Linked DNA regions of Zea mays: region 1 is linked to region 2. A link is a contact called in public Hi-C data. All regions are on one chromosome and are shown on one strand. Each heading gives the region's core, a stretch centred on a gene start, on an enhancer-like site or on the middle of the called end of the contact. The rest is flanking DNA. Distances are from core to core; before and after follow the strand shown.

What was found. A called contact is a pair of places that touch in the nucleus more often than the background predicts.
Region 1: a Hi-C map of ear shows a contact between it and region 2, with 2.1 times the contacts expected there. The contact joins the enhancer-like site here to the promoter of LOC100501429 in region 2. A contact is called at or near these places in 2 of 25 Hi-C or Micro-C datasets (ear and leaf).

What each region holds. Positions count from the first base shown.
Region 1 is chr1:278,427,134-278,429,833 of Zm-B73-REFERENCE-NAM-5.0, reverse strand. No RefSeq gene overlaps it. Among protein-coding and RNA genes, the nearest start is that of LOC100274409, 8.4 kb to the left of the region's middle. Within about 2 kb of position 1,298, at least 18 of the 20 cell types and tissues checked have an H3K27ac peak or open chromatin away from gene starts, as enhancers often do. A contact at or near this core is called in ear and leaf, where this site is marked.
Region 2 is chr1:278,067,782-278,070,481 of Zm-B73-REFERENCE-NAM-5.0, reverse strand. It overlaps LOC100501429, which reads right to left and starts at 1,381. Exons shown (of 5, transcript XM_008667120.3): 1 at 1,093-1,381; 2 at 904-1,000; 3 at 621-709. The coding sequence starts at 1,239.

The sequences.
Region 1 (2,700 bases), core at 49-2,548, 360 kb before region 2:
CCAACGTTGTGAAAAAATTCTCAGAATTACCTTTCGATGTACTCGCAACTTCGTGTTGCTAATGTACTAGCCATTTATCTCAAGGTTCGCTTCATGTCGTTCAGCGACAAATAGGAATGTGCCAACATCTGGTTGAGCAATGTATGACTGAGATTCTAGCATTTATTCATCTGACAAGGTCTTATTGCTTACTAATAAAATCTCAATTTGTGATGTCTTCTATGCCAAAAAGGCTTTCATGCATTATATTATATATCTTCGGGTTACTTCGGGTAAAACTTTATGTATGAGGAGAGAGCAGAGATTATTTATTTGTGTTTCATAGGTATTTCATTAACTTCCCAGATCTTACAAGCACCATAGAGCTTGTCAAAGTTGTTATGGCCACTTGGCGATATATATAAATATATTAAGCCACACAACACATGTCAAACAAAATATAGAGCTAAACGAAATTATTTACGAAGGTTGCACTATGCTGTGACTTCAGGGGCTTGGATAACCCACCACATTCCGCGAGTACAAGCTCCAGCGTATCTGGCGGCAACACGGTTGCGGCCATCAGGGCTACGACAATATAGCAAGCCTTCGTAATAAGCGCAACAGGCACAGTTATGGCTCGGTAATTGGGGTACACGATAAATCCACGCAACGTGCGCAACAGGCGCAATTTTGGCTTGCGTCAGACAGACAGTGCCTACAAGGCATGCAAAAAATACGCGACTCAGCGATGACGGTCTAACTCACCGGGAGCGATCCGATTAATGGAGAGCGCGACATAGCAATCACATGACGCAGCCAAGTTCGAACGTCACAAATATTGCGTCGTGTTGCCAGGGCGCAGTCAATATTCAACTAATGTCATAACTCAGCCGATTACCAACGCAGCCTGATCGGCGTGTCTGAGTACCCATTATACAATTTAATCACTCGACGTGACTCCAAAAGCTCAACACATCATAAATATTTAGAGCGTATAAAAATGCTCAACATAGTCTTCACATGCATTTTTCCACTAATTATTTACTGCAAGAAATAATTGATTATGGATGAAACTGCAATATAAAACAAGTTTTTATTCTATTTTTATTTGCAACATAGAATAAATAGAGTTAATAGCATATGTTTCATTTTTTGATTTTTTTTTCAGCCGCACGTCATGCCTGGTCAAAGAAATGGAAATGGGGCCGCATTGTTTATCTAGCCGGATGACCCGCTCGTGACTTGCATGCAGTGCAGTCGTGCATGTATGTGCCACACGCACCATCAAGATAGAATGCATGCAAGCATGCAAGTCACTGGGCCCCACACATGATATTGGACCAATTAGTGGAGTTCATGTGGCCTTGCTCGGCCAGAAACTGCCCACACGATCCGTTCTTTTCTCCCCACGCGGACTAGTCTTTGCATGACGGCCAGAGCCGCTTCAGGCGCAAGGATCGGCTGCATGCGTGAGGATGCAGGCAAGAGACGCGGGGTCACATCGAGCTCATATGCTCCGGGCTCTCTATCAGGTCGTACGCGCGGCGCGGCCAGCAGAGTCGTCACCACTGTTCTGTTTTTTTAAGACGAATAGTAGATCTATATATTTCATACCATGTTTCTTGATTCTGCGAATGGAAACGAAGCCTGTCGCGTAGGACAGTTCGGCAAGGCCAGAGACCTGCCGGCGTGACGAAGAGTTGACGCAGATCAGATCTCGCAGCAACGTCGAGGTAGAGCGCGCTGATAACGTGTTGAGAACTACGTTACCACGGATCGCTAGATCCGCTCCCTTCCCTCCCGTCAGCAGTAGAGGCGCGAGAAACTGTAGATAACCCGTCTCCCTTCCCATAAGCACGACAGAGGAAACACACGAGACACATGATATATGGTTGGGCATCTGGCCTCTTTCTGTTCTTCATTCCATATGAGGGGTACATGTTCTATATATAGAGACGCGATAGCCCTCAGGGCTATATTCGGTATTTGCCCACATAACCCTTCATTAGGGTTTCTCAACAACGGGGACCCAGGAGATATTCATCCCCCACATCCCAACCTCATTCATCCTCATTTTCTTGATGAACAATGAGACACATATTTTGAAGAATATGTTTGAGTTACGAGGGATAATGAATTTGACATATGTCATTGTCACGGGAGCGAATGCTTAATATCAATCACAATTGCGGGACATTGAATATCATGTTGTATGCCCTGAAGGTGTCAGCTTGATGATCAATATGTCAACCTTTATGAAAGTTTCTATTAGATATATGTAGATCCAGTCGATTAAACATCGTTAGTCAAAGTGACTTTTTATGTTGATATGTGCACTTGGCTTGTGTATTCTAGAAGTGAGTTGGGGTGAAGTTTCTGAAATAATCCTTGCAACAATATGTGATTCGTTTGCTAAATCTCTGTGTGCATATACTTATAGAAAAGGTGTTTTTCCACATTGAGACGATTTTGCAAGGATCAAAGGGAGCACATTTCTAGTGCTAGCCCTTGTAGAAGATTCAATGGAATCCAGATCTAGATGATCGAAATCTGTCCCGATGATAACTGTTGTACTCTTTTCCCCTAGGTGGCTTTTCTGAAGTTCCCCACATAAGGTTTTTAACGAGGCAACAAAGTGCAAATGCAATTTGCATCACCATGCACCCTTTCTCTATAATTTTCTTACTAGGATTTGAGAGTTTTAATGAGGCATGTGTT
Region 2 (2,700 bases), core at 132-2,631:
CCAGTTTCACATTAATTCACAAGATCATGTTTATATGGTGGTGAAGAGCAGGCCTAGCGCAATGGTAAGCGCTGTCTCACTAAGTCATCAGGTCACAGGTTGGAAACAGCCTAAAAACCAGTTTCACATTAATTCACAAGATCATGTTTATATGGTGACGAAGGCCTGCCTAGTGCAACGGGGAGAACTGTGTCACCAGGTCAGGTTTCTAAGCAGCTTCTCCACATTTGTGGAGGGAAGGGTTGCCTCAGTTTACCACTTTACCCTATCACCAGACGCCTTATATGAGAGGCTCCAGTACTGGGTCTGTCTTTTTATTTTGTATCGTGTCTATATGATGACAAACATAACAAGCAACACAGTTGCACAGAACACATAGAACAAAAGGCCTTTGGTAACTGAGACTCTGATTTATTTATATTATTCGCCTTGCTGTCAAGGTCAAATATCAACAGAGAATAACTGCAAACAAATGAAGCGATGTGCTTTATATTGACAACAATATGATAGCATACTGTAGGGCTTAAACTAGTGACTCGAACCACAATGCCATATCCTGATTGAGTCCCCTCAATAAGCAATAACTGAAAGAGAGAACTCTTACAACAATTCCCACCTACCTGTTTTCGGCTAATTTTCTTGGCATTCTCTTCTTGCCATTCGCGGTACATGGCGAAAAGCTCAGCTAGGACATTTGGGTTCAGATTTCCTACAAATAAATTAGCGTGACATTGTAAGCTTCAACAACAATAATGGAAATGCAACAATGCTTGATGCAAATTATTTCGAGTACAGCGTGCTTCCAATTAGTCAATTATATACCCAAACACTACTATGTAAAATCTCGCCTGCACAGTAACATACAAACTAACCAAAATAGCGTCCTGGCTGGCAGCCACTCACCAGAGGTGGCTGAGGAGTTAGAGGGCTTCCCGACGAGGATATCCGTGAGGCTGCTCTCTGCTTCCGCTTCAGATTGGGAGCTCAATAGCGGAGGAGCCTACAAATCCTCAACATCGTAACACCAGTCAGAAGCGTTAATATCAGGCCTTACTATAGTGAGATATCAGGAGACGAGAGTTCAGGACTTACTATGGTGAGAGACCGGATACGGCGGACGAGGGGATCGGCGTCGGCGTCGTCGCGCCGGCCCTCGGACACCGTCGTGATCTCATCCGCCCACTGAGGCCGCGGCTGCTGAAGCTGCTGCCTAGATAGGAGAGATTCGGACGCCCCCATGAGACGGAGCTCTAGCGCAGTCGGGGATAGACGGAGGACGGCGGCGGGGAACCGCCGGAGCTGCCCGGGTGCGGCCGCCGGACTAGGATGCAGGCGAGAGGCAAACGGTTCTACTGGCAAGTGGCAGCCTATTAAGTTGGGCCTTTTAGCTTGGACAATGGTGTCGATTGAGTTAGGCCGAAAAGTTAACTTACCGGGCCAAACCAAATGTCTCGTCTCAGATCTAGCCCAAACTTGTTGCCATGGATACATTGCGAAAGGAAGAAATTCATTCTGCTTTCTTTAGCTATCGCGAAGGTAACTGATCTCTCATCTCTGGACACTTGACCTACGATTTGTAGGGGAAAAATGACAGCCATATAACAATATCACCAGTTCACCGTCCGCCCCGCCATTAAAATAGCTATGTAATAAATAAAGTAACGAGTGATACGATATGTTCATATATTATCGCTATCTGACCCAAGACAGACCAAAAAAATGAACTCGGCTTGGGCCTGTTCGGTTGTCCAGAATTGGACCTAGAATTATTCCACCGGATAAAATCTTATATAAAATAGGTAAACAATCCAGTCACGAATAGTTCCAAGCCATCATTCCTGAGCAACCGAACAACCCTTAGGCCTTGTTCGTTTCTGCCGGATTGGTGGATCGGAACGATTCCTGACCGGATTGCTTCTCTAATTTATATAAATTTTGATTAGCTGGAACGATTCCGGGTGCAATCCGACGGAAACGAACAAGGCCTTAGGCTGGATCCAATACACCTGGCTATTGTTTTACCATCTGAAACGTCACTATCATCCACACTATCGATCATCGTCGGTCTTCATTTATTAAAATGTACAGTCTTTATTGTTAACCTAAAGTCATCTCAATTTTTATTTTAAAGATTGTTATGTAAAATGAAACATGGTATTTTATTTAGAAAAAATCATCTAATCACATAATTAAGAAAAAATACATAATTCGATAAAAAATAAACATAAAAAATAAAAATTACATAGTTCATAAAAAAGTGATACAATATTATTGCTCATTATTATTGTCTTCCTCCATATCTTCTGTATTTTCTTTCTCATGTAATTTTAATTGCTTGATCAATACACAATAATTTCACCAGTGTAGGATGGGATTTCTTTGTACCTATACACAATAAATTCATTAATAATTCATGTTGCATGTGTCCTAAATTTCAAATGCATTAAGGATTTCCTAGTCTTACTACCTTCTTCCTTGATACATATGGCTTATTATTGCATAAGGGTAGTTTGGCTAGTGCTTAATTTAATTATACTTGATCTATACCTGATTAATGGTTTAGTGCACAGATGTAAAAGGTGATTTTTAGACGCACAGAATCAGAGACTAGAGCATGTCTTTTCTTATGATGCTCTAAATTCCTCTCTCCAACGACTCATCTGTAAGCAAAATTTGGGACTTATAGTGAAGCCGAGTGCT